Regions from separate parts of the Rattus norvegicus genome. Here region 2 is linked to region 1. A link is a contact called in public Hi-C data. All regions are on one chromosome and are shown on one strand. The core of a region is the stretch at or near the end of the contact, and the rest is flanking DNA. Distances in the headings are between cores, read along the strand shown. Region 1 overlaps Efcab2 (EF-hand calcium binding domain 2). Region 2 overlaps Efcab2 (EF-hand calcium binding domain 2).

Region 1 (7,425 bases), core at 1,822-4,321:
ATGGTACCACTCTGAAACCAAAACATTTAGAAATCTAAATTAAGATGTTGGAGAGCGGGGTTGGGGATTTAGCTCAGTGGTAGAGCGCTTGCCTAGCAAGTGCAAGGCCCTGGGTTCAGTCCCCAGCTCCGAAAAAAAAAGAAAAGGAAAAAAAAAGATGTTGGAGAGCTAGCTTCGTAGGTAAGAGTGCTGACTGCACAAGCAGGAAGACCTGAGTTTGCATCTTACAGCCCATGTAAAAAGCAGGAAGGACATTGCTGCATGTGTGCGTCAAACCTCTACAATAGAGGGGCAGAGACAGGAGGATTCCTGGGCCTAGTTCCAGATTCAGTGAGGAACCCTGCCCTGTCTGAAAAGATTAAGACAGGGTGTGATATGGGAGGACACTAGTGTCTTCTCCTGTCTCTACATGTGCACATAGTTGTATACATATAATAACACACACACACACACACACACACACACACACACACACACACACACACACACGAGAAAGGCAAATTGAAATAGAGGAAATAGAGAAGTTAAAAGTGAATTTTTGGGGCTGGGGATTTAGCTCAGTGGTAGAGCGCTTACCTAGGAAGCGCAAGGCCCTGGGTTCGGTCCCCAGCTCCGAAAAAAAGAACCAAAAAAAAAAAAAAAAAGTGAATTTTTGTGTGTGTACTTTTTTCCTGTTGATTTTATGCTAAAGACTGAGGGATGGTACAATTAGCAAAGGTGAGCTTCGGGGGAGACCTGAATTTGTATGTTATCTTTCCCAAGCCACGGCCATCTGATCTCAGTCTGGGTGCTAAACCTAAGGAGCCTCAGACTCCTCAAATAGAAAGCAAAGGGAATTATACTTGTTTATGTTGTGGCGAGGATACTGTCTTCTCCTTTCTTCTTCCTGAGACAGTAGTCCCACCTGTTCTGGACCAGGCTAGCTTTGAGGACTTCACAGAGCTCTGCTTGCCTGCCTATGCCTTCCTAGTGCTGAGATTAAAGGTGTGCAGCATCACGTCTAGTGGATGGTGCCTTCTTAGTCCTTGTTATGGCTCCAGCACCCATGGTGCCTGGCGTGAAAATGCTGAGAAAGCAGGAAGCACTGCACTTTAGGGCCTGGTTACTTGCATGTGCTTGACATGAAATCTCAGGGCAAGAAAAACAAACCAAAGTCCAGTTGTTGATCATATGTAAAGCATCTGTGCATGTTTCTGAGGCCACTTAATAACCATTCTTTCTGTTTTAGTCAACTAAACAGAGAAGAACAAAACATTTATTTTAAAGGCTTACCCTTCTATACACTTCCAGTCTCTTTTATTTAGACAGGACTTGAAGTTAACCGTGGTTGGCATAGCTAATGGGAGAGGATGGTGGGCCACAGGGTGATTGTCTTCTCACAAACGGTAGATGGCACGTTCTGGGTTCAGTTTTGTCAGCTGTCAGTAATGTCTGTTTCTGTGGATAGCTTTTTTTTTTCTTTTTTTCGGAGCTGGGGACCAAACCCAGGGCCTTGTGCTTGCTAGGCAAGCGCTCTACCACTAAGCTAAATCCCCAACCCCTGTGGATAGCTTTCAGCTGAGATTCCCACATTGCATATGGCTGACTCTCTGGTTTCATTTGATCTAGAGTAGTATTTTTGGGTTTTGTTATATTGTCAACACTGATTGGTTCAGGAAGGGTTTGCATCATAAGGAATTTATAGCTTCCTTATACCTCGATGGTTCTCACCTCTATGTGGAGCCAGCTTCTTATATGGAAGAGAAATGAGAAGCCATAAGATGTGGAATACACTGGTCAGGCAGTCTGTCTGTCTCTCTTGTTCCCTGTCTTCTGAACTGGGTCTTATAGCCTAGGCTGGCCTTGATTTTGATGGGTGGCCAAGGGTGACCTTGATGCTCTCATGATCCTGATTCTGTCCCCTAAGTGCCAATATTTCGTGCACATTCCATGGTACATAATTTTAGTTTATGTAGTCCTGGGGGAAGCCAACCAGGACTTCCTGGACAGTAAGCAGATCCTCTACCAAGACAGCTACATCCTTAGCCCCTCAGTTTCTTGACACACTTCTCTGCATCTATTGGATTACTGCAAAAATCTCTAATTATAACCAATTTACTGGTTTTCATCTGGATATGAATTATTTACCTAAAACTCTTACTTGCATTGTTTAAGAATAGTCAGAACTCCCTAGCGAAGCAAACTAGGCAGTCCTTTTTCTTCTATTTTTTTTCTGGCTACATGGTTAATAGCACATTTCATGCGTGCTTCGTTATGGGGAGTGAATTATTTGCTAGTCTTATAAGCAACTTTCTAGCCTGGGCATGTATGATTTCTTCATCCTGCACTTAGTACATAATACTTGTTCATAGCTCAGAACACGAACTCTACAGTAAAATGTATGAGCTGGGAGCTCCAGTATTCTAACTTCTTCACATGTCAAGAGAGTGTATCAGGACTACTTCATTCAGTCACAGAACATGTAGCAAGAACTTCATGTGTCATTAGAGCTCTATAAATGCCCTTACTGTGTTAGCACTGTGCTCAGTGAGGTCTAAAAAGAGGTTGGCCTTGTCCTTTTTGAGCTTACTTACTGTTGAGAGAACCATTACAGAATTATGTAACTATTTAATTACATATAGGATAAATTATTAAAAAACCTCAAGGCTACAGTAAAGGAACATGGATGTAATTTTTCATTACTTCAGGAGCTTTGAATGTGACATTTCCATCTGCTGAAAAGCAGTTGGCTGAAATTCAAAAATTTGAAGCAAAACAAAAAACAAAACTCATAAAGAAGCCATAAGCCAGACAGGAAACTAACTGGCTTATGAGAGGAGCTAAGCAGGCTTGTGTGGCTGGAAGGGCAGGGGATGGTGAGAGGGGGGACAGGTGTGTAGCAGAGTCAGGGAAGCCCTCCTTGGAAACAGGCCATAGGAGGTAGATCTGGCTTAGATCAGTGGGGAGCCATTGGGGCAGTTAAAGCGGGGACCGTGCAGCTTTTGCCTTAAGAGGTCAGTTATATCCATCTGTTGCTGTGACCTCACGCCTGTCCTCTCAGCTCTTTGGAATACAGAGTTGATGCTGAGGTCAGTGCTCTGTGTGCTGGAACAGCAGTTTGTACCCGTGTAATGGTAGCTTAGTGTCCGTCGGTCAGTCCTCCTCAATCTTCCCCATTCTCTCTGAGAAAGCTTTATTATTTCACACAGTGTAATTCAGGTGTGTGTTTGACGAGACGCACGAAGTATGGGATGAATTTTGCATGTCTAGGGCTCAATATTGGTGAATCTATACATGTTGTATAGATGAATTTATCTTCACCCTTGGACTTTTTATTATATACACGTTTAGAAAACATCTTTTTAAAAGACGTGCTGACAAGTTTTTAGGTCAACTTGACACAGCTAACGTCATTTGGGAAGAGGGAACTTCAATTGAGAAAATGTCTCCACCAGATTGGCCTGTGGTTTTCTGCCTTGATGATGGATGGGGGAGGGCCCAGCTCACTGTGGGCGGGCTCTCCTGGACAGGTGGTGCTGAGCGCCCTAAGAAAGCAGGTGAGGAGCAAGCAGTAAGCAGTGTGCCTCTGTGGCGTCTGCTTCATTCGGCCCCTCCCCCAGGGCCCTGCCTCTCAGTGGACTGTGACCCCTGCTATGTAATCCAAATAAACCCTTTCCTCTCTGAGTTGCTTTGGTTGTGGTCTTTATCACAGCAGCAGAAACCAAAAAAGAACAGGTGCTAACAGAAATTAGCAGAGACTTTAGTCCATCTACATACTTGGAATTGGAGGAGGGGATTTGGAAGAGAGCTAGGGTGAGTTAACACCTCACTAGTATGAGTCAAACCTGTGGTCAGGTCTGAGGTGGAGGCTGCACGGATGTCTACAGAACCACTGACTCCTTGCTGGGTGTTAGCACTGACCTGTTATGGTTTATTGTAGCTGGTCTGTCTTCCTTTTAAATCAGACTGGACTCAGGGCGGCAAGCATGGCAGGCTTGTATTCTACCACGGAACTATATCTCAACCCTCAATAAACATATAAGCTTTCATATAAAAGCTCAGTGTATAAAACGAGATGATGATTGACTTATATTTTTGGTCAGATGTTTGTTAATATATTTTCCTTGAATAAAGTTATTCATAAAAGATGAATCACTAGGAACTTCCTCCTCCACACAGGCAAGAATTGATTCCATGGCTGTTTTTAAACACTGTGTCTGGAATAGATGTTGGCATTACTTGAGTCAAGCAGGACAATAATGTACTTTCCAGTTAATTAATCTTGAGGGCATTTCTCACCTTCTCCCTTGTATACTTTAAACAGTTCTCATGGTAAATGCTTCTCTTGGGACTTATTATCTTGTCTTCATTTCTTCAGGGTAGGGTTTTGAACATCTAGTTAAGTATTTGAACATGTACACAGACACCCCAGTATCAGAGAAATCTCAGCTGCGTTTTTATTTAAAACCCCCTTGTATCCTTTGGTGATGACTTCTGTTTGGTGAGGACTGCTTGCCCGTTCATTTCTTCCTTTGAAATTAAGCTTAGTTCTCCCTCCCCTGGTTTAACTTTAACCTCCCCTGGTTAGAATGCACTCTTTTAGTCTTCTTAGCTTTCTGATTGCCAAAAATTAAAATATTTCTATTCCTCAGCACTTATGAGGCCAAGTGTATGATTTTTCTATACCAAACAGCTCTCTAGTTCCTTGTGGACACCGGTGGGTGTCCTGACACTGCTGGAGTTGTGCAGACTATACTGGTGAAGTGCTAGCCCACAGCACTGTTCCCTTGGAAATATGCCAGGGGCAGGCGGGGCTACCCAGCCCTTGAGAGAGCTGGCTACAAGTTGGGCCTGCCTGCCATCCCTTTCTGAGGCTGCTGATTTGCTGTAGTCAATTGCAGAGCTGATGGAAACACTGATTATGTTTATAGAAGACACAAACAAAGAAGGCTGCTAAGGCTCTGAGCCCAGGATCTTCAGTCCCTGTACAATTGTGGTGCACTATCTTCTTGGTCAGTCCAGGAGTTGTGCAGAACGCTTTCCTTAGAGGTTTTATGGTGGGTCCATGGTGTAGTGTGGTTGAGTGTGGCTGCTCATGTGTGACTGACCCTCTTCCCCACCCCTCATCTCTCTTTGGAACTGAAGTTTTTAGCAGTTTCTTGTTTGAGTGTTAGACTTTCTGATTATTACTTTAGTCACACTCGCCAATGGCTTGTTTCCTATGGTCAGATTCTATATTAATTATTTAGTGGGCTTAATTTTATTTAATCTTCATAACAGCTCTATGGGATGCTGTTTTACTTTACAGGTGAAGAGTGGCTCAGTTAAAAGACTTGTTTGATTAAATGTATATTTAGTGTTGGAGGAATAGCTCAGTGGCAGAGTGCTTGCCTCCCAAAGCATGGTAGTTTGAATTTGTATTCCCAGTACTTGGGAAACTGAGGCAGAAGGATCCTAAGTTTAAGGCAAGCCTGGACTACACAGAGACTACACAGAGGGATCAGCCTGGCCTACATGGCAAGGCCCTATTTCAGTGAACAGATATATACGTGTGAATATGTAGTTAGTTGTAGAAGGACTTGTTTGGCAGCATCTTACTATTTCCTGTTTATTTATTTTATCATTATTTGGTGGTCAAGTTCTTTCTAAACAGCCTTGGCTAGACTGGAATTTACCGTGTGGCCTGGATTGCCCTCAGAACCACGATCTTCCTACTTTTGACTTCCCAAGTGTTGGGACTACAGGCATGCGCCACTATGCCTGGATGGATTTAATCGTTAAACAGACATCCATAAGGAACTATGTCTTTTTTTCTCCTCCTCTTCCTCCTCTTCCTCCTCCTCTTCCTCCTCTTCTTCTTCCTTCTCCTCCTCCTCTTCCTTCTCCTCCTCCTCTTCTTCCTCTTCCTCTTCTTCCTCCTCCTCCTCTTCCTCTTCCTCTTCTTTTCTTCCTTTTCTCCTCCTCCTCTTCTTCTTCCTTTTCTTCTTCTCCTCTTCCTTTTTCTCTTGAGACAGGGTTTCTCTGTGTAGTTCTGTTTGTCCTGGAACTCACTCTGTAGACCAGGCTGACAGTCTCAGATTTACAGAGCTCCACCTACCTCTGCCTCTCAGTGCTGGGATTAAAGGCGTGTGCCACCATTGCTCAACTCTGTGTTTTTTCTTGACATTCAATACCTTTCAAAATTTCATCTAGTGTTATTCTTTAAAGGAAGGTTTTGCTGAATTTCCTAGTATAGGATGTAAAGACAGCTGTTAAACTGACTTCTTGGAATGATTGAATCATAAAGAAATCAGTTAGATTGCAGAAGACCTTTAACATTTCATGACTGTTTTTACACCGTACTTAAAAAAAAATCCCTTGGAAATAGCTGACAGTGAGCTAAAACTGCAACAAGCTTCCCTCTAAAGTATGAAATACAGTTGACAGACATCTTTTTATAGACATGTCTGTGACTGTTTTTAGGCTTGATAAAATTTTCAGAAATGAAAATTCTTTCAAATTTATAAAAAGCTGTTTACAGTAAAATAGCACACTGTGACAAGATAAAAACCAGTCCTGCTCAGCTTGAGGCTCACTGGACCACATTTCTCTTAAGGTTGGATTGGCAGCAACAGTAGAACAACATATATTTTTTAATACTGTCAACAAAATAATTTTTCAAACTTCAAACTATTTATAAAATTAAAAACATGAAAAATCCAGATGAGACTGGTAACAGAAAGGACAGCTAATCAAATTTAGTAAAATACTATAAGCAACGAGTATGTTAGAAGTAAACAAATAAATTAGACATAGTCCTTGTATTAGCTAAGTATTAATGTGCAACTGGTTACTCCACACCAGCAGGCTCCGATCTGCAAACATTTTCTTCACACAACTTCTGAACATAGTTTTGCTGAGTGATTCTGGCGCTGACATTACTCAGATCACTGCATGCTGTTGGCAGGAGGCCTCACGCCCCCTCCCCCTTTTCTGACTTTTTTTTCTTTGAAGGAGCTAGACACTCGGTGAAAGCAGAGACGCCAGACTTTCATTCTGTTAGCTATTTGGTGAGCCCAGAGGAAGTGTCAGTGCTGCATTAAAAACAGCTCCAGCACCTGTTTCATGGCCTTCTTGAGCATCAGCTCAGAAGTGATCACGGTCAAGTCAGGTGTGAGGTTTCTTGTCACAGTTACTTAACAGCTCCTGGAGCACAGCTTTTCTCAAGTGTGAGGACCTAGACTCTTAAGAGACCAGTTATTTATTCTTTACCACCCCAGTATTTGATGGCAAAGATTATCACCCACAGAGACATCACCTCAATTAAAAAGGGGGGAAGGGACAGGCACCCAAGAGTTAATAGTTCATAAAACTGAGGTGGGCAAATGTTGGGAACTTTTTAAGCTTAGGATTCAAAGGGAAGACCAAGCTGCTTCCATTTTTTTCGTCTCTGGTCAGCTCCATTGT
Region 2 (7,425 bases), core at 1,854-4,353, 46 kb after region 1:
TATGACGTAAGTATGTGGTATCTTTAGAAATAACATTTTACCATCAAGTTGGAAATAGTCTGTAGGGCTTGGGGAGCCTGTAGGACCCCTTTGGCTAGTGACTCAGAAAGATGGAACCCATTCTTGCCACTGAAAGTTTATTTGGTGACATAATATCTACTTGTGGTATTGTCTCCCCATGATACAGTGACTCTATTTAAATTCTTTTATAAATATATATATTTTAGGAAGCTTCTACAGTAGTATATTTTCTAATAGCTTTTCAAAGGGTATTTATTATGTTAGTTGTTCACACCCATATTCCCACCTCTACTCTGTCCTCCCTTCCCCCACCCCATGCAATCCCCTTTATCCATTTATAGCACTATATTCTGTTTCCCTTCCTTGGAAGACCCTTCCACTCTGGCTTTCTTATCTCATAATTTTGTTTAATTTTCTACTCCCAACTCATTTCTTTTTATTACTTCTGAACTCTGTCCGTGTTGTTGACATTTCTGTTTGGTGTCTCCTGTTCGTTTTTGAGATAGGGTCTCATGTAGTCTAGGCTGGCTTTGAACTTGCTGTGTAGGAGAGGGCTTGCTCTCCTGTGATTCTCTTGCCTCTGTTTCCCAAATGCAGCGTGGATTGCAAGTGTGTCTGCTGTTTTCATCTCTTTTGGTGGTTTTCTACATTTCCCTTTCAATTTTCTTTCTTCCTAAGCCTCCTTCTCTTTCAGTGCAAAGGCCTGGCCCTTTTCTATCCTGTGTTCTCTTTTCTTTGTTTCCCATCACTGGGAGCATCACTGCTCCTAGGGCTGCAGCATCAGCAGCCTGATTTCCTCACAACAGCCAGCATCCTGGCCCATCTAGAAGCCAGCCATCTGGAGCTCTGTGGTGCCCACCTGGCCCCTTCTGCTGTGTTCCCATGTTGCTGGCACCAGTGCTGTGTGAGAGTAGCTTGGAGGATCGCTGAGTCTCTATGTATCCAGCCGCGTGTTTCCTTTAGGCTGTGGGAAACAAGTGAGGCTCTGAGTCATCAGGGTACCTGCTGATTGTCTTTTCTTCCCACCTCACAGACTTGGACTTTCCATCCCTGCTGGTGTTCAGATTTGAACCCAGAGCCTCACACATGGAGAGCTCTTGAAATAGACTCATTTCATTTCATTACTATCTAAATCCTGGCATTTAAATGCCACCTTGCTGTCCCTTCCTCACTTTCCCTTCTCTCTTCTATCAGCTGACCTCTGCATTGCCTTCATTGAATTGCCACTGAGTAACTCTGAGTGAGCTGCATTGTCTGGCCATATGTCCGTCTGCCATTTATCAGGGCATGCCGCTCATCTTCAGAGAGCCAGACACTTCTGCTTCTCGAGGCACAAGCCCAGTGCTCAACCAGTACAAACCTGGCTCTTACCATAGCAGAGGCAGTAGTTCCCATCGCTGCCTTCATAGAGGAAGAAAAGGGACTCCATTCTTTCCATACACTTTTCCCCTATCTTCAAGGAGTAATAGACTCATGTCCAGCCCCGTTTCCACTTTCACTTGACAGAACACTGTTGTAGATCTATCCAGAGCTTCCGAATTTTCAAGTGCAGTGAGCGTAGACCAAAGCTAGTGTTTTGCAAAGTCTGGTTCCATCCCATGGTTTCTTACAGGTTTTATAGTTTGAGCAACAATGTGGAGCTTCCTGCTTGCATGGACCTTGTGAGGGTTGTCTCTGGGTCTTATGACCATGAAAGGATGTTTCCATTGTAGTTTAAGTGTGTTTACAGAAGCAGATGTTGTGGGTAGCCATTGGGACATTCCTTCTTTAGCAAACACGGTCAACTATTTCTACAGATAGCTTTGTAAGCATTTGCTTTTTCAAGATAAGAGGACAGGATTCAACTGAGATGAGCAGGAGTGAAGTAAAATTTAACCCAGCCTGTCTCTTCTTCCTCCTGTAGCCCCCAGCTAGCACAGTGCAAGGCTACAGTTAGCTTGTGCTAACTAAATGATTAACATATATTCTCCATCTGAGTTGAACAGCATTTAAAACCAGCCTTCAAGTGGCAGACATTCCTTCTTCCTCCCCTCATCTTGTCCCCGTTCCTTCTCTGGGGCTTTGAGATTCTGAACCAGTCAGGGCTTGATTTGCTAGTTGTGAATCCTTGGGCTGCCTTGGCTCTTGCGTACCCTTTTCTTTTCCTAGGAAGTTTCTCGTGGAACTGTGAGCCAATACTTAAGTGAGGTGGTTGCCATGTTACCTGTGAGCTGAAATAATTTAGGTAATTATTTGATAATTCATACTACAGTTGCCTCTCCATTTCTCACCTTTTTCCTAGAGAGATTGGGACGATTATCAGGTCGTTAGGATGCAGCCCCACTGAAGGAGAACTGCACGATTTCATTGCTGAGGTGGGTACGCGGTGGAGGAGGTGTCACTCAGCTGCCCCCAGAACTGGTAATGAAAGAAACTTACCTCACACTGGAAATTCCCTAAATTACTGAGGGTGCTGTTTGAGAACAAGCCAATGGGACCTGAAAGCATTTTGATCAAGTCCCGAAGGCAACTGTTGATAGTTTTTAAGTTGGTTGAAGGTAAGCCAGTGAAGACTGACCAATAACAGATGTATTTAATAATAGTGTTGGTTCACAGGGTGTGCAGACAGACTATAGTTCTTATTTATTTCAGGAAATAAAACTAAGCTTCAGAACAAATAATAATAATAATAATAATAATAATAATAATAATAAAAATAATAAATAATGATAATAATAATGATAATAATAAATGGACTAAAGAATAGACCTAAATAGAAAAAAATGGAGTCACCCATGATAAAGTTAAATATTGCCAAACATAAATTTTCCAGGAAAGCCAGTTTTAATGGATATGATAATAAGGTCCTTCCATTTTAACTGGTTAATAAGAACATTAACCAGTCTAAAATTATAAAAATATTATTCATAATAATAACAACAAATTAACATTTTAGTTAAGAGATCTTGATTGGCTTTCTTTGTGGTTGTAGATTAATTGAAATGGGTAAGCATTTCTGACCAGAGGAGACTGAGGTTCTGCCCTCCTTACCCTAGGGAACAAAGATCTGATTGATGGAGTCGCTTTCCTTACAAGGCAGGGAAGAGAGGCTGAACAATAGGAGAATCACTGACAAGTTAACATCAAGTTTCTCCAGGCAAGTTCCCCTCCCCTCCCCCAAAAGATTAAAACAGAAGGATTTTGTTGTTGTGCCCATTGAAACTGGCTTTCCTGGGGAATTCTGTTTGGCTGTGCTTAACTTGATTATGGGTGACTATTTTTTTCTTTTTGAGTCTATTCTTTGGGACCTAGTGTAGGAGCTTAATCCAAAACAAAAGACTCTTGTAATCATTTCCAGTGTGAGCTGAGGCTAGGAGAAGGGAAGCATGGGTGAACAGTTTGTACCCAGGGAGCTTCATACTCCATTTTGCTTTCAGAAGGATTTCTGATTGAACATTAAGTGAAAGTCAAAGAGAAATCTTCAGGGAAAAAAAATCGGCCTGGACCACCAGCTGGAGAAACACCTAACAGAGTTGCTTTTCTTTGCTGGGGGGAGTGGGAGGCGTTTGGAGTATTAACAAGGCATGAGAAAGAAAGGCAAAAAAGTAGAACTTGTCCTGTCCCCCCTCTCCTCATGCTCGGTAGAGTCCTTGTTTATTGAATGCTGTGTTGAGGAAGGAGGTAGGGATTTAGGTCGATGCAGAGAAGTGTGAGGTGTTGAATCGACGCTGTACGGGAGTTACCCATGAACCATCTGAGGAAATAACGCAGTGCCCCCAGTATGACGGAAAAGATAAGTATATACTCACCAGACTTGTCTGAAATTGTAGGAATGAAAAACTTTTAGCATAATTGAAGTTTAGGGATGTTAAGTTTCTCCAGTGGCTGGAGAGATGGCTCTGCTCTTCCAGAGGTCCTGAGTTCAAATCCCAGCAACCACATGGTGGCTCACAACCATCTATAATGGGATCTGATGCCCTCTTTTGGTGTGTGTGAAGACAGAGCGCATATATATATATATATATATTGCATGTTAAAAGTTTATCCAAAGTTTGTTTACCAAGCTTGGCCTTCAGTTAGACTCTATTTCTTTCTTTCTTTTTTTTTTTTCTTTTCTTTTTTTCGGAGCTGGGGACCGAACCCAGGGCCTTGTGCTTGCTAGGCAAGCGCTCTACCACTGAGCTAAATCCCCAACCCCTAGACTCTATTTCTATAGCAAAAGGAGAAACTGACTTGGAACTGGCCAGTAGACTCATCCCCTATCAAAGAGGATAGTTCTAAGGGGCAGTGGCAAAGGGCCACAACCACCCTGCCATCAGACTCTGTGCTCTTATCAGGAAGACACAGCTCTGCCAGAAGGACAAGATGAGCCTGGGCAGCAGCTATGGGAAAAGAATGACCCTGATGAAAGGAATAGTAAGGCAGAATTCTGGGAATACCTTTGCCGTGTGAATCTCCCATCTGTCCACGTGGCCAGACTTGCATTCTTCTGTCTCTATTTAAATTGTTCAAAGTGGAACCTGGGGCCAGGACCTGAAAGAGGTTTAAGGCCAACAGCCTCTGTGAGCTGCAGAAGCGTTGTAAGGTCTGTGTAAGTTAGTCACATGGTCGGTTCAAAGCCAGATCCTTTTTGAGCATTAGCCGGAGCTGAGTGAGTGCTGTATTAGAAATGCTTTTCCTTTCTGACTCTCCAAGTGTGCAGAGTGATGGGGAAGTAGTTAATTCTAGAACAGGGCAAACCACTTCATTTCTATGACTATCAACCTCTCCATAGTAATGCCCGCCTCAGAGTTTCTCTTAAAGATACGTTATATAATATCTCACAAGCCAGTTTTAAATGGAAAACCACTGTAAACGTCAGTTAGTTTAAACTTAGGCCTGTAGCTCAGATAGCAGCACCTTGGCAACTCTTAGTTGTTTCACGTTGCTGTGACCACAATACCTGGCAGAGAGTGAGGGAGCAAGGACTTGTTTGGTGCATCATTTTAGAGCAGTGGTTCTCACCCTCCCTAATGCTGTGTCTGACCCTTTAATACAGTTCTTCATGTTTTAGTGACTCCCAACCATAAAATTATCTTCATTGCTACTTCATAACTGTACTTTTGCTACTGTTATGAATCATAGTGTAAATATGTTTTTGGAGTGAGAGGTTTACCAAAGGGGTAGCCACCCACAGGTTGAGAACCACTGTTTTAGAGGGTTCCAGTCCACTGTGGCCAAGAAAGCATGGTAGAGCCTCTCAGTTCATGGTGTACCAGAGAAAAACTGGAAGCAGGGGTGGTGGTGACCTTCAAGAGCCACCCCCTAGCCACCTACCAGGCTTCATTCTCTAAAGGTTCCATGGTCTTCCCCAAATAGTGCTACCAGTTGGGTAACAGGAATGAAAACCATGAGCCTGTGGAGAGATTGCAGACACAAGCCATAGTAGTAGTATCAGTTTCTCATTACTATTTTGAAATATCTAGTAAGAAATTCTAGGTTCTAAAAAACATTGTTTTTCTACTTTAGAATTTTAAAAGCTTTTGAATAAAAATGAGGAGAAAGGCCTGTTTTCCCTGTCAATCCACCTAGTCTCTCCCCTCCCCCCAAATTCTTGTTCCAGATGAGTGCTTTAAAACTTTTACTCATAAAGCTGAAACTGGTGCTGGGAAAGGCAGAGAAACACACTGGGAGGAAGATAGGAATTTAATCCCAGCACTCAGGAGGCAGAGACAGGCGTATCTCTGAGTGTGAGGAGATGTGACTTCAGTATGTATTAGGAGTCTGCAAAACCCTACCTAGATCATTAAAGCACCACACACACACACACACACACACACACACACACACACACACACACACACACACACACACACAAACACACACACACAATTAGTCTGTAAAAACGCTGAAAACTTTTATCTGGAAATTAAATTCTCTAGTTCTAATGTGTTTGAATTTTAGGGCAGATACATTTCTAACTTTTAAATTTCTCAGCTCTTTGCTTCCTGAAGATCAGAAATCAGTTTTAAAATTCCTCAACATTGATTCATCTGTTTAATATTCTAAGATTAGCAGCTTGCTTCATGCAATCCCTGTCTGAATAGGATGTTATAAAAGCCAGCAGCTGTGACAAGGAAGGGCTAGTGTGAATCTTACTGCACACAGGTTATCCAACAGCCCTGCCTTTGATATTAAGTCAGAGCTATCTAGGATCGTCAGTGCGTGGGAGCTGGGAGGGAAGAGACTATTTAAAGGTCTGTGTTCTTTGAATTCTAACTTGCATAGAATTATAGAGAATCTAAACTAATTACACAGGAAAGGTAAAAGATGTCTCAAAAAAATAAAAGCCCATGTTGATAGGATTATTGATTTAGGTTTCAGAACTAAGATAGGACTGTGATTTTTATTGGGGAGACATCCTCAGCCACCTTCTCCTCCATGTTTGCCTGTTGTGGGTGGAAAGCAGTACCTTTCTTGGCCCCTCTGTTTTGTTAATGTACTGTGCCCTCAAAAACATAGCTCATCTGCATCTTGTGTATTAGTCAGAGTTCTGTAGAGCAATGGAACTTATAGAATCTGTGTGTGTGTGTGTGTGTGTGTGTACATATGCATGTCTATACTATATACACATATATACATGTATATGATATATACTATATTCATATGCACATATACATATCACATATGTAAATATTAAACAATGCACGTATTTATTAAATAGATGAATTGATGTTGAGTAATTTCTGATCTTTAGGGAGCAGAGCTGAGAAATTTGAAAGTTAGAAATGTATCTGCCCTAAATTTCAAGCACACGAAATCTAGAGAATTTAATTTCCAGATTAAAGTTTCAGTGTTTTTACAGAATAATTCTCTGTGTGTGTAATATATATATATGTATATATATGTATATATATATATATCGTATGAATTTATTAGACTGGCTTACAGGCTGGGCTGTGGTCTAGCTAATCCAACAATGATTGCCTATGAATGGAACATCCAAGAATCCAGTAGGTGTCAGTCCATCAGGCTGGATGTCTCACTTGGTCTTCAGTCTATGCCAGGATCCCAAAGAAGTGGGCTCTAATGCCAGTAAAGGAATGGGCTTGCTGACAAGGTTGAGAGCAAGGAGGGAACAAGAGAGAGCTTCCTTCTCCCATGTCCCTTATATAGGCTGCCCAGCAGAACATGTGGTCTACATAAAGGTAGGTCTTCCCACCTCCAAAGATATGGATTTAAGTGCTATCTTCCTATTTCAAAGATCCAGATTAAAAGTGGATCTTCCCAGTTCAAATTAATCACAGATGTGCCCAGCCATTTGGGTTTTAGTTAATTCTGGGTCTAGTCAAGTTGGTAACCAAGAATAGCATCGTACTCCAGTTTTCTGTTTACTTTTACCCCAGTGCTGTGAGGTAAAGCTTCTGTGATTGAACAGCTTCATAT

Evidence for each region. Hi-C and Micro-C count contacts between places; a contact is called where the count stands out from the background.
Region 2: a Hi-C map of Schwann cells shows a contact between it and region 1, with 1.9 times the contacts expected there. The contact joins two enhancer-like sites. A contact is called at or near these places in 5 of 12 Hi-C or Micro-C datasets (the A7r5 cell line, Schwann cells, frontal cortex and 2 more).

Annotation. Positions count from the first base shown.
Region 1 is chr13:92,688,805-92,696,229 of GRCr8, forward strand. All of the region lies in intron 1 of Efcab2 (EF-hand calcium binding domain 2), which reads left to right. Among named protein-coding and RNA genes, the nearest start is that of Efcab2, 8.3 kb to the left of the region's middle. Within about 2 kb of position 3,072, at least 9 of the 93 cell types and tissues checked have an H3K27ac peak or open chromatin away from gene starts, as enhancers often do. A contact at or near this core is called in Schwann cells, where this site is marked.
Region 2 is chr13:92,735,193-92,742,617 of GRCr8, forward strand. All of the region lies in intron 2 of Efcab2 (EF-hand calcium binding domain 2), which reads left to right. Among named protein-coding and RNA genes, the nearest start is that of Efcab2, 55 kb to the left of the region's middle. Within about 2 kb of position 3,104, at least 4 of the 93 cell types and tissues checked have an H3K27ac peak or open chromatin away from gene starts, as enhancers often do. A contact at or near this core is called in Schwann cells, where this site is marked.